Linked DNA regions of Mus musculus: region 2 is linked to region 1. Evidence: chromatin contacts called from public promoter capture Hi-C data. All regions are on one chromosome and are shown on one strand. The core of a region is the stretch at or near the end of the contact, and the rest is flanking DNA. Distances in the headings are between cores, read along the strand shown. Region 1 holds the start of Slc12a4 (solute carrier family 12, member 4). Region 2 overlaps Gfod2 (glucose-fructose oxidoreductase domain containing 2).

Region 1 (6,926 bases), core at 1,826-4,325:
GGCTGCATAAAGAAAACAAAGAAGCCAGAGGACTAGGGATAAAGCCTAGGTGGTAAGGTGTTTGCCTAGGATGCACAAAGCCCTGGGTTTGATCCCTGGTACCTCATGAAACCGAGCTTGGCGGCACAGGTGTGGAATGCCAGGAGGTGACACCAAGAGAATCAGAAGTTCAAAACCATCATCAAGTTCAAGGCTAGCCTGGACTACATGAGACCTTGGGTTTAAAAGGAAACCAAAGGAAAAAAATCCTACCAACTACAGAGCTGAGCACACGACAGTGCCCCACTCTGTGACCCACCTGATCCTTAGTTGTCCCTACAAGCTTCACTCCCAGATGGCTTGGGATGCTTCTAAGATCTGTCTCTGGTCCTTACCTGCTGATGCATGTCAGTTCCCCTTTTGGGAACAAGACAAGGCTGCCTAGTGAGGAGGGCCAGACCTGGGTCTATCACAGCGATGAGAGGTGAGCTTCAGGTTCTCTTTTCACATTCCAGAGCCCAGGCCTTTTAGGGAGTGCTCTGGGGTACAGCATGATACCCCAGCATAGAAAAGACCTCTGGCATACTGGCATATGTAGTCTGATCACTGCGTGCATACTCCAGCCTCTGGGTTTTCAGAGATCCGGCAGGCTGGCTTGGATACCTGCCCCTTGCCCTGTGCGACCCACAGAAAACTGCTTAGCCTCTCCGAGCTACCCTGTCATCTTCTATGAAGCAGAGACAGTAACTCCCTCTCCCAACTTCCCGGATGCATCAGAAAAGGTAGTGTCTGGTCCCAGACACGGGCAGGGCACTTCGCAAAGCCTCACTTAAGGACCCCTCCCATAGGATTATGGGGATATGAAAGGGTCTGAGCAGAGCTTCAGGTCTCTGGTCCCCCAAACTTCAAGCTACCCGCCCTGGCCTCAGCTATTCCAAAAATTCCAGGGCAGGCTTAGGCATGCCTGCCTGCCTGCCTGCCTGCCTGCCAGGCTCAAGCTTTTCAGACATTACCTGAGACCCCCAGAGAACCAAAGCACAGCTCAGGCCTGGGGCTCCCTATGAAGGGCTCAGGTGTGTTCCTACCAGCAACTGGGAAAGCCCTGACAGTAGGAAGTGATCTGGATGACCTTTCTGGTCCCTATGTACATGGAATCTACCTATAATGTCCTTCCATGACCTTCCCAGTCTGGCCACAGGCCATCTAGGTGAGCAGGCCTATGTATGCCCCTCAGAACAGAGGCGTGTGTGTGTGTGTGTGTGTGTGTGTGTGTGTGTGTGTGTTGTGGGGGGGATCCTAACAGAGCTAGGCCTAAGATAGTTCTGTGCTCTCTGATTCTTTGCTATATCTACAAAGAAGAAGCAAAATCACTCACCCGGATGCAGGGTGTCCCCCATGCCACAGACACACCACAATCTGGCCGAAAAGTAAATAGGAAGAGAAGAAGGGGGTGGGGTTGGGAGGAGCTGGCCTAGCCTGGAGGGATCTGGCAGGGCACAGCCAACAGCCAGCATAGCTCCAGGTTACTCCTATCAACCTGTGAGGGACCAAGGCGGAGCCAAAGAAAAGGCTCAGTACTGCCCATTGGTCCAGGCTAATCTCCAGGATGCAGTTCAGTACATCATCTAGGGACAGACATCCTTCCAGTCCCAGGGAAGGAGGGATATGGTTCCGACACCTTGGACCAGGCAAGGGGCAGCAGGGGATGTGGGATCTAGGGTTACTTACACACAGCTGTGAAACCTGACAAATCTCCGTGACATCTGCAGTCCATGCCCCTGGCCTGTATGTCCACATGGCAGGCAGGTCATTCAGTCACCGTTCACATGAAGCACAGACTACCCCTCAAGCATGTCACCATCACAGACCTATCAGATAGCCTCCGATACCATCACCAGACACAACACACATTTCCTACACCTTTCTATCACGGTCAGCCTCAGACATCACAGGCATTTGTTATCATAGCACCAGGCTCATCACTGGCAGCCTTCCTGGAAACAGTAGCCATAAGGACGTCCTGACCTGACCCTGTGATACTCAGCGACACACGTGCATTTACACATGCCTGGACAGCTATACAGACAGACACATATAACCAGGACCGTTCCCATTCCAAGTGTGAGGAGCCTCCGTGGGTGGAAGATGGAGAGATGGGGCACTGGAAGGGAGAAAGGGTTTACCTCTATAACCAGCCCTGATACCTAGGTTAAGGCACTACATTCTCATATCCGGGTTTGAATCCCACTGGAACAAGTTACATAACTCTTCCCCACCGCCCTTCACTCCTTCCTAAGTGCGAGTAACAGAACCTGTCCCATGGGGGAGGTTGGGAGGATTAAAGCGAGTTGCTTCATGTACAGTGCCTAGACAAGCCTGGCCCCGTGTGACTGCTCCCTAGGTGTCCATGATACGCACAGATCTACGTAGACCAAGGCCAACACAGGCTCTTCAGCGAGCACACCCTTTGCTCCTACCGGGCCAGTGTGCAAGGAGGCAGGGGTAGGGAAAGGACAAGAGAGGGGCGGTGAGTCATAGAGGAAGAGAGGGTGACACTCAAGAGGATGGGGGCGATTCACAGAAAGTGAGGAAGCTACAATCCAGGCTTCCATTGGACCCAGACCCGTGGCGCGTTCGGCGCCAGCCTAAGCAAGGCAGCCCGTTACCCGGCCTCCCAAGGCGGCCACGTCTGCAGCCCCCGCCCGCGGCCCTCGGGGGAGGAGCTGGGAGTGGGTGGAGGACGACCTAGCCCGGGAGTCCCGGACCAAAAAGACTCATCGGTCTGAGCGCGCAAGGAGCAAGAAAAGTGGAGTCCTGCATGGACGTCTGCGCGCGCGGTCCGAAGGCGCGAGTCCCGTGTAGATGCCCCCCGTCCCGGCCACAGCCCCCGCCGGGCGCACCCTCACCGTCCGAGTCTTCCCGCTCGGCGCGCTCGCCGTAGTCCACCCAACTGAGCCCCTCGAGGTTGTCATAGTCGCCGCGTCGCGGCCCGTCCACCGGCACCACGGTGAAGTGAGGCATCGCGCGCGCTTGGCCCGCGGTCCCGGCCTCCAGCCGGCAGTCCCCGCCGCCCCAGGCTGGCCCGCCCCGCCCGCTCGCATTCCACCCCGCTGCGCTCACTTCCTCCACCCGCCCCCCGGGCCGCCCCTCGGGGGCGGGGAGCAGGAGGGGCTCGGGTCGGCTCCTCCCCGAGGGGGGATGAGAGGACCCCGGGAACGAAGTACTCTAGCTGCTGGAGGGTAGGGTTCCTGTGTGTCTTTGGGTAAGGGGTTGCCCTCTCTGAGCCCCAAATGCGATACTTAATAAAGTGAGGGAAAGTATTTTAACTTTTAGGGGTATTATGATGGTGAGACGGGGCGCAGGGTGCACTGGCTCTGTTCCCTGAATCTAATTAGCTCTCAGTCACTTTTTGTTATTTAGCGGGAAAGCTAGCAGGACCTGGTCAATGTCACAGTGACCACCCCAAACCTCCTCAAGTCTTTCATCACCCTCACATACATACTCTTCCATAGCGGGAAAGCTAGCAGGACCTGGTCAATGTCACAGTGACCACCCCAAACCTCCTCAAGTCTTTCATCACCCTCACATACATACTCTTCCATTACCATCATTTCTCTCTAACGCTTCTCCAGGACTTTGGTAGCCTACGGTCTCTCCCTCAGTTCTGCTCGCTGCAGCCTCTCCCTTAGCAGGTGGTTGAAGATCGTATGCCCTTCCTAGAGGAGTCCGCTCCCTCCTCGCTAGAGGTTACACCGGCCCATCCCTCATCGACACTTTGGGATAGCCCAGTTATCTCATTTGAACTTGCTCCTTCATAACCTCACCTCCTGGAGGTTCCTGCACCCGAGTCCTTTCCTTTCTTGGTGCTAACTTCTTTCACACTCAGATAACTTACCTAGTCGCCTTGACTTGAGAATTTTTATCTTTCTGAGTTGTTCTTTTGGCCTCTTCCCCCACCCCACCCCGCTTCCTTCCTATCAGAAAGCTCCAGGGCTCATCTTTCTGCTCTATCTCCATTCTTTCTCCCTTTCTGGTGTAGCCTTTAGAATTTGGGCTGACTCTAGAATCCGCGCCCTCTGCTGCCACCCGCCAGCCCCAACTGCCTGGGTGGGCCGCTCGGCTAGGACCTCCCTGAAGCAGCTCAACAACTAACCCTTCCCAGTCAGCTCTTCCGGGCTGCAATCGGCCTCCCTCTCTTTCTGGCACCTTTAACTGCTTTCCAGCTGTGCGCGCGTGCTCTCGGCTCTGCATCTCCTATCCTGCACTCTCTGTATAGAAGGCTCACTGGTTACAAGCTTTTGTTGTTCTTGCCCCAGACCCAAGTTCAGTCCCCAGCACCCACATCAGGTAGCTTATGACTGCATATGTCTCTAGCTCCAGGGGATCTGATGCCCTCCAGCTCCCTCAGACTGTACCAGGGTTCACACACACACACACACACACACACACATTTAAATTTACCTTTAAAATTGAAAAATAAACTGAGCAAGAAGAAATATAATACAAGCTATGAGTAATAAATATTCCAAAAAAAGATACAAGGTATAACTAATAGCATTACCCCAGTCAGTCCAAAAATCAAAACCAAAGAAGCAAACAAACAAAAAAACAGGTGGGTGTCTACTGAGGAACAACACTTGAAGATCTTTGGACACACACACACACACACACACACAGAGGCCCCATCTTTTCTTCTCTTTCTTTTCTTTCTTTTTTTTAAGTTATTTTCTTTCTTTCTTTCTTTCTTTCTTTCTTTCTTTCTTTCTTTCTTCCTTCCTTCCTTCCTTCCTTCCCTTCCCTTCTTCTTCTTCTTCTTCTTCTTCTTCTTCTTCTTCTTCTTCTTCTTCTTCTTCTTCTTCTTCTTCTCCTCTCCTTCTCCTTCTCCTTCTCCTTCTCCTTCTCCTTCTCCTTCTTCTTCTTCTTTTTTGCTTTCCCCCCCCCCCCCAGAGAGTCTCACTATGTAGCCCTAGCTGGCTTTGATCTCTATGTAGACCAGGTTGCCCTCACAGGCAGTCCCTAGGTGCTAGAATAAAAGATGTGTGCCGCAATGCCTGGATGTTTTCTTGTTAATTATCGGTTTCCATGTGTGTCTGGGTGTGAGTATGTGTGTGTGCAGGTGCCCTGGAAGATCAAAGGTGTCAACTCCCCTGGAGCTGCAGTTACAGGTAGTTGTGAGTTATCTGATGTGCATCGGGAGCTGAACTCTGGTGCTCTGCAAGCGTTTGCAAGGGCTCCCAAGTGTCCAGCCATTTCTCTGGCACTAGAGAGACAGAGGCAGGCCAGGTCTATATATAGTAAGTTCCAGGGCAGCCAGACAGGGGGAAAAGAGAGATACTGAGGATTGGCAACAGAAACTCTAACATCTGACTCTTTAAAATCTCAGAAAATGAAATTCAAATAAAGGAAAAGTTTGGGCATCGTGGGCTACCCTGCACCCCTGGAACTCAACAGAGATGTGAGGCTGAGTTGGAGGACAGCCTGAGCTATGTATAATCCCTGTCTCAAAAGAACAAAAAACAGAGGCTCACTCAAGATGTAGCTCAGTTGGTAGAGTGCTTTTCTAGTGCATATTACAAAAAATGGGATATAATAAGAGTACATGCCTATAATCTCTGTGTAGCCTTGGCTGCCCTGGAACTCACTCTGTTGACCAGGCTGCCCATTTTGCCTAAATGCTGGCAAATTTTAACTTCAGTAGGATTTTTTTTTTTTTTTTTTAATAAATGTTCTCTGAAGAAATGGCTCAGAGGTTAAGAGACCTATCTGGGGTTCCGGAGGTCCTGAGTTTAATTCCCAGCAACCACAAGGTGGATCACAACTATCAGTAATGAGATCTTATGCCCTTTCTGCCCTGCAGGAAACATGCAGGCAGAACACTGTATCCATAATAAATAGATTAAATATATGTTCTCGAGCCGGGCGTGGTGGCGCACGCCTTTAATCCCAGCACTTGGGAGGCAGAGACAGGCGGATTTCTGAGTTCGAGGCCAGCCTGGTCTACAAAGTGAGTTCCAGGACAGCCAAGACTATACAGAGAAATCCTGTTTTTTTGTTTTTTGTTTTTTGTTTAAAAAAGAAAGAAAGGAAACCAGCATTCATCCTCTCTGTTTCCGGCCTGCAGAAGCATTGTGCCCAGATGCCTCAAGCTCCGACTTCAGGGACTTTCTCACCATGATGGACTGGACCCTGGAACTGTGACCCAAAGTAAACTCCTCTTTCCTGGAACTGTTTCTGTCCCAGATTTAATCACAGCACAGAATAAATCAACAAATACATCTTGCAAACGTGAGAATCTGAGTTTAACCCCAAGAATCCTATATTAAAAAAAAAATTTAAAAAAGCTTGGAGGCTTGAGAAATGGCTCTGTGGTTAAGAGTACTTTTTTTAAAAGGATTTATTTATTTCATATATGTGAGTACACTGTCATTGTCTTCAAACACACCAGAAGAGGGCATTACAGATGGTTGTGGTTGCTGGGAATTGAACTCAGGACCTCTGAAACAGTAGTCAGTACTCTTATCCACTGAGCCATCTCTCTAGCCCAAGAGTACTTATTCTTGCAAAGGACCTGGCTTGTGTTCCCAGAACCACATGGTGGCTCACAACTGTCTGTCTGTAACTCCAGTTCCAGGGGATGGATACCCTCTTTTGGCCTCTGTGGACTCGGGTACACATGTGGTGCACATAACCTCAGTATGTAAAGACAGACATGCACATAAAAAAAAAAAAAGCCTGGACACTTGTAATATCAGAGATAAGGAGTCATAGAGAGAGAACCGTGGGGCTTACTGGTCAACCTGTCTCAATGATTTTTTTCTTTGTGCTGTGATTAAATCCTTATAGGTGTAGCTGTAGGTGGCAAAAGATGGTGTGGCAGGGAGTCCAGATGTTTAAATAGGAATAGAAGAGGGTCACTGTCACCTCAGGTACTTTTCACTAAATTTATT
Region 2 (6,926 bases), core at 1,959-4,458, 240 kb before region 1:
GAAAGCAATCTTTTATTATCATAATAGCCCATGAGAAAAGAATCAGTAAACTTAATGTGTGTGTATAAAATATATATAGACATGCATATTTAATTTTAATTAATTTTATAACCTTTATTATTTAACAACAAAAAAATCTTTTAAATAAAACAAGCACATCAAAGTTAACCAGAGCTAGTCTGTATCTATAGCTCAGTGAATTTCTATAAAATTAATGTAGCCATTCTGAACTTCAGGCTGGGTGCTACAGTTTCACTATGGAATGTATCTTACGCACTTGTCCATCACCAGTCATGAAGCATCCCTGGCAGACCTAGACCTAGAAGAACAATTACCTTCTTACCCTCTTATAACTCATACTGGGGAGCGGGCTCGCTGGGGCCTGCGGGCGTGCTTGAGGACTTACTGGATTTGGAAACCGTGTAAAAACCGGGCGTGGTGGCGTGTACAAATAACCTCAATGCTTAGGGCCGGGGAAACAGAGGCAGACAGACAGAGCCCTCGGGTTTACTGGCTGGCCAATCCAACTGAAACGGTCAATTCTAGGTTCAGTGTCTCAAAAAAAAAAAAAAAGTCGATAGGGCTGGAGAGCTGATTCAGTGTTTAAGGATGCCTACCGTTCTTGTAGAAGACCCAAGTTCGAGTCCCAGCATCCACACTGGGCAGCTCATTGTGGGTTATGTGGGGCTCCTTGGGCACCTGCCTGCACTCACATGTACCCCTCTACACAAAATTAGAAATAAAATTACCCAATATCAACCTCTAGCCTTCATATGTATCATGAAAGTTACATACATTCCTACACAGAATATGTACAAACGCATACTACAAACATAAGATCAAGAAAATACTCTAACAAAAAGGAAAAGCAATTTTGCCTACATCCCAAGACCTAAGTTATGAAGTTATTGTATCTTAAATTCCTGGGCCTCAGCTCCATTTCTGTCTTTTGTTTGGGGCACTGGGGACGGACCTCAAAGCCTCATGCACACTAACTCTATCTACCCCTGAGTTATACCTCTATGCTCTAAGGGGCCTCAGATTCAAAGGAAAACTTTGAGGAGTCAGTTGAATTCCACCATGTGAGTTCAAGCCATCAAACTCAGCTCTTAGCTTTGGCAGCAAGCACCTTTACCCACCAAGCCATCTCATTGCGCTCTCTCTCTCTCTCTCTCTCTCTCTCTCTCTCTCTCTCTCTGGTTTTTTCGAGACAGGGTTTCTCTGTGTAGCCCTGGCTATCCTGGAACTCACTCTGTAGACCAGGCTGGCCTTGAACTCAGAAATCTGCCTGCCTCTGCCTCCCAAGTGCTGGGATTAAAGGCATGCGCCACCACCGCCCGGCTTCTCTTCTCTTTTCTTTTTCCTTTTCTTTCCTAAACACAAATTTTCACATGTTCTAGGCTGTCCTTGAACTCGTAACGGAGCCAAAAATGATTCCTGCCCTACTGCCTAAAAGCTAGGACTAAGTGTTGAGGTTTTGTCTTTTACTGTTTATTTTAATGCTAAGTGCAGCCCCTTAGAGTCGGCTCGTAGCCCCTGTGACCCTGCCCCAAATTATTTCTGATTGGTGAGTAAAGATGCCAACAGCCAATAGCTGGGCAGAAGAGACATAGGTGGGGTTTAGTTTCCTAAACTTGGGGGTGGGGGAGGGGGAGGAGGAGGAGGAGGAGAATGATAGAAGGAAGGAGCAACCGCCATGGGTTTGCTGAACCATAAAAACATGGCCCTGAGGGCTGGCCAACTAGAGTTAAGAGCAGCTCAGATGAAACATATTAAGTAGTAAGTAAGAACTCTGGGGTATCGATAGGAAAGTAGATTCTAATATCACAGAGGCTAGGCAGCTGCCCAGCTCTTATGCTGATTAAAGCTTATTGTAAATATAAAGGCTGTGTGTGTTTTTTTTTTAATCCAGGAACTTAATAAACCAAAGGCAGGGTAGAAACCCTGGGCCAGGATTTAAAGTTCCTACAACATATACCACCATCCGAGTGGGTTAAGTCTTTCGTAGTTCTTGAGACTGAATCCTGGTTTTCATAAATGCAGGCAAACACTCTACCAACTGAACTATACCCCAGCCCTTCAGTTTCTTTCATTGACAACAAAGACAGTTGGGTCTGTGACCCTTCATCCACAGTTTGCAGCAAACCACCCAGGAAGTTTGCCCAGAGAGAATGGCACCCACCCCAGAGAGGCAGGAAATCTGAGGTGCTTGAGAAATTACTTCTATCCCAGGTGACATTGCTTCTTTGGTGGTGCTGTGCAGGGAACCTTGCAGGGCAGGGTGGAGTGTGGGATATGGTGTGTGGGGTGGGGTGTACCACACCACACAAGTTCTGTGAGAACACACAGCGGGTGCTGGACTGGACACTGCACGGGGCACCAGCAAGCCTCACTGTTCTTTTACTTCAAGTCTCAAAGGCTAGAGGCTACGGTTCTAACAGACATGGGAAGGAGGAATGGTGAAAACCTGGACCTGTGTCACATGTCACATACCTGCAAGTCTGTGTCAGCGCTGTGTGCCTCACACTGCTGTCTTCACCAAACCCCGTGTCTGTCATAGGCTCACCACATTATATTCCAGCCCACGAGACATGCTGAGGTAGATGGAAGCTTCAGGGAACTGTGAAAATTTCTCTTGTGCTCCAGGTCTAAAGGAGCTGAGCTGAAGTTAGACTGTTCCAACAGCTACCGCCTAAGTGACTGTCTTGTCTTCCTCCAATTCTAAAAGGACTGCAGTTACAGCGCTTAGATCCTTAATTAAGAACAACAGTAACACAAAGAAAAATAGCAAGAGAGACAGATCCTGTAACAGAAGAAGAGAAGAGAAGAGAAGAGAAGAGAAGAGAAGAGAAGAGAAGAGACGAGATGAGACGAGACACCAGGATCAGTGGCACACACATAATCCCAGCACTCAGAAGGGTGAGGCAGGAGTGTGAGTTGGGGGATAGCCGGAGCTACATAGTAAACTCTTATTTCAAGATCTATATGATGAAAAGAAGAACCTGCCTATAGTTCACAGGCAAGAGGAACTCACTAGGAACCTGAAGAACAGCTCACCAGGTCACACCCAGTCAGGTTCCCAGGAGAGTGGACATGTGAGCAGGCTATTCTGTGGTGTGTGTCAGGAAAGCCAGGCCTGACAGAGCACCTTCCTGCTGTCTGGCAATACCAGATTGCAGTTTGCCAGGAAGGGTGGTGCTCATTACAGCCAAGGGCTGACAAAGCACAGGAAGCGGGAGCCTTCTAGACAACCTCCTCTCCTTCCTGTGGTGCTGCTTGCTACAGCGGGACAGAACAAACACATCCATCACATCTGAGGGTCCGGGGGTCCGGGGAAGTGCTGACCTCCCCACAGCAGGCTGGACAGTGAAGGAGGGCAGCCGTCTCTAGCTCCTTGATGGGCTGAGCTTCTGCCCCGAGGGTTAGTGGTGAATAGGGAGCAGAGAGGGTTAGAGCTTTTAGAATCTCCAGCATGTCCTTCCCCACCTCTGCCCCAGCGATATCCCAGAGCACCACTACCCGCAGGTGCAGACAAAGAAGGAATGGCCAGGCCTAGGAGAGGGCCGGGCACTGTGGAGGACTGCCCAGAGGAGGAAACACAGTCTGCCGCTGTAGCCTGAAGATGCATACCTAGAGCCTTCACGGATATCTGCCGGGTGAGCGGAGGTGGGATGTTGATGCAGACCAGGTCTACGTCTTGATGCAGCAAGACGTCGTCTGTGCGGCTGGTGTAGAAGGTGATGTTCATCTCCTCGGCCAGCTGCTTTGCCTCTTCCTCAGTCTTCCCCCACAGGGCCTCCACGGTGAAGCCCTCTGCCCTCAGCAGCGGGACCAGGACCCGGGCTGAGCTGCCAGTCCCGAACACACCGACTCCTGGGAGCAGCTTCATCCTGGCCTCTGCTCAAGCACTCATGTCCTTACAAGGGTCCCCGGGATGCAGCTGACCGTCCCGTCATCCTGATCAAACATGGCTCCTAAAACAGAAATGAACTGGTCAGCGGCAGAGATTACACTCAGAGGAGCCTAGATTCTAAGGCAATTTGGAAGCAACAAGCTCTCTGTCCCCGAAACACAAAGTATTTTTCCAAAATAAAAAGCTGAAGAATCTTGTTCCTGGCACACTGGATACCACCGTCACCTACTGGACACAGAGAAAACAAGTAAACTATGAAAAGTAGGGTCAAGTCCTTATTCTACCTAACCCTGGTCAAGTGATTTAGCCTTCAAGGCTTCAACTACAAAATAAAGATCTTTAGACTTCCTTCTAAAAAGCATTGTGTGTGTGTGTGTGTGTGTGTGTGTGTGTGTGTTTGTGTGTATACCTGAGTATATAGGGTTTGAGACTCCAAATCAAAAACACAAAAAGAAATGGTTCTCTTTTCCTTTTTTTGCAAACAGATGTTCACCCTGGAGCACTTGGAAGTCCAAAGAAGGAGTATTGTATGCGTAAGGCCAGCCTGGTCGATGAGCAAGAGTCTGTCTCAAAAAAAAAAAGCTGAAAAAATATTAAAAAAAAAACCAAAACAGAGGGGGCTGGAGAGATAGCTCAGTGGTTAAAAGCACTGACTGATCTTCCAGAGGTCCTGAGTTCAACTCCCAGCAACCACATGGTGGCTCACAACCATCTGTAATGGGATCTGTTGCCGTCTTCTAGTGGGTGTCTGAAGACAGCTACAGTGTAGTCATATAAATAAAAAATAAATAAATCTTTAAAAAAAAATAGAAAAATGAAGCCAAGCATGGTGATGACATCTGTAATAGCACTCAGGAGGCAGAGGCAAGTGGATCTCTGTGAGGTCAAGTCCAGCCTGGTGTACGGACTGAGTTCCAGGACAGCCAGGGCTATGTAAAAACCCTGTCTCAAACAAAACAAAACAAAACAAAACAAAACAAAACAAACACAAAGACTGAAAACCGGGGTAGCTAATAAAAGTGATCTGTTAGATAAATAACCCTGGAGCCACTAAAACCGTGAGGTACGGAGACCTCAACCACCTACCTGAAAGCCATTCACCACACACTGATCAGAAGGGAAATGCCAGGTCACAGGGCAGCCCTGCAGCGTCCCGTACCCCTGGACAGTACGCCCATGTCTCTGTGAACCACTGACGCGAGCACTGCATAGGCAGCTGGCCATTCCAGAGTCTTCCGTATCTTCTGTTTTGTTTCTTTATGTGTGTCATTAGGATATTTATTTATTTACTTATTTGTAGACAGGGTCTTGTGTATCCTAGTGTGGCCCCAACCTATGAACCATGCCTTGTTTTAGGTGCTAGGGACTGAATCCAGGGCTTCATAAATGCCAGACAAAGCTTTCTACCAAATAAAGCACATTCTCTGCCTTGTTTTGGTCTCTGTGTGTACCTTACTGTGTACGCGCGCGCGCGCGCATACACACACACACACAATTAAATACCAGCAGGGTAAAACAACAGCATGGGTTAGATTTTTTAATAAGCTGTTTTACTTCCACTGACTCAAGGGTAGCTTCACACCCATGAAGAGGCCTCTGAGGGAGCCGAATGGCACGACGCTAGGCAAGCTGGAGGAGTAGGTGCTTCCGCACAAGCAGGAACTGCTGGTTTTCCTGGTTGACTTTTCACCCCTAAAGTTCATACTCTTTGTCCTAAAATTTCTGCAGCATACCTTTCCCATGCCCCTGAAGATCTAAATACATCTAGCCTCACCAAGCTCCCATGAATCCCAATCACCATATGCTTGCTGGTCAGGACTGCAGAGTACAAGCTCAGAGTGACAGGGAAGGTAGTACAGATGGGTTCAAATCCTGGCTCTGTCACCAGTTGGGTGGCCTTCAGTAAGTCAGTCAGTTTCTTTCTACCCCACCCCCTTATCTTTGCATCCCCTCCGTTTTTTTGTTTGTTTGTTTGTTTGTTTTGTTTTGTTTTTTTTTTTTGTTTCTGGAGACAATGTTCCATACTATAGTCTAGAACTCACTGTGTAAATCAGGCTGACATCAAACTCACAACAATGTGTCTATCTCAGCTTTCCTAGAGCTGCTGTCATAGGTGTATGCCCTGAAGTGTAGCAACAGCGTTCATCCCTTTTTAAATTTTTGTTTTGTTTTGGTTTGGTTTTTTGGTTTTTTGAGACAGGGTTTCTCTGTGTGGCCCTGGCTATCCTATAACTCACTTTGTAGACCAGGCTGGCCTCAAACTCAGAAATCTGCCTGCCTCTGCCTCCTGAGTGCTGGGATTAAAGGCATGCGCCACTGCCCGGCCCCTTTTTTAATTTAATTTTTATTTTATGTACATTGGTGCTTTGTGTTTTGCCTGCACGCATGTCTGTGTGGATGCTGGGAATTGAAACCGGTTCCTTTGGAAGAGCAGCTGTGCTCTTAACTGCTGAGCCATCTCTCCAGCCCCTGTGCTCATCTTTATCTATGTTTGACCTAACATCACTGTAAAAGCTCTGTGTGTGTGTGTGTGTGTGTGTGTATGTGTGACAGACAGACAGACAGAGAGAGAGAGAGAGAGAGAGAGAGGAGCAAAGTACAATGATATATATGTTTGAAAATGCTATGCTATCCTATTATTTTGTATGCTAAAAAGGGAGAAAAAGATTGTTGTCAGGCATGAATAGAGATTAGTTTTTTTTTCCCCAACTACCTGGAAAATATGTTGAGATGCGCTATTTTCTGTTTGCTGGTTTTCTAAGGGGAGACGGGCTTCCTTTGGCTTACAGTTCTAGGGTCAGCCCATCATGGCTTCAGACAACAGCTGCAGGAGGGAGCTTCTTCCATGGAGGCCACAGATGAGAAGCAGAGAGCAATAAAATCTTTGTTTTTTGAGACAGGGTTTTCCTGTGTGGCTCAGGCTGTCCTGGAACTTGGTCTCGAACTCAGAGATCTGCCTGCTTCTGTCTCCTAAGTGATGGGATCAAAGGCATATGCCACCATTGCCCAGCAA

The links. Promoter capture Hi-C pulls out the DNA fragments that hold promoters and counts their contacts.
Region 2: a contact with region 1 is called in a promoter capture Hi-C map of neutrophils, with 4 times the contacts expected there. The contact joins the enhancer-like site here to the promoter of Slc12a4 in region 1. A contact is called at or near these places in 12 of 39 promoter capture datasets (the C10 cell line, the HPC-7 cell line, HPC-7-derived erythroid cells and 8 more), 1 of 484 Hi-C or Micro-C datasets (bone marrow-derived macrophages), 6 of 115 datasets of contacts at active chromatin or transcription factors (embryonic stem cells, extraembryonic endoderm stem cells, intestinal villus epithelium and 2 more) and 3 of 9 other capture datasets (adipose tissue, liver and macrophages).

Annotation. Positions count from the first base shown.
Region 1 is chr8:105,963,040-105,969,965 of GRCm38.p6, forward strand. Slc12a4 (solute carrier family 12, member 4) reads right to left here and starts at 3,076. Exons shown (of 24, transcript NM_009195.3): 1 at 2,886-3,076. The coding sequence starts at 3,000.
Region 2 is chr8:105,724,358-105,731,283 of GRCm38.p6, forward strand. Gfod2 (glucose-fructose oxidoreductase domain containing 2) reads right to left here. Exons shown (of 3, transcript NM_027469.5): 2 at 3,631-3,974. The coding sequence starts at 3,889. Among named protein-coding and RNA genes, the nearest start is that of 4933405L10Rik, 20 kb to the left of the region's middle. Within about 2 kb of position 3,209, at least 69 of the 459 cell types and tissues checked have an H3K27ac peak or open chromatin away from gene starts, as enhancers often do. A contact at or near this core is called in the HPC-7 cell line, adipose tissue, neutrophils and 1 more, where this site is marked.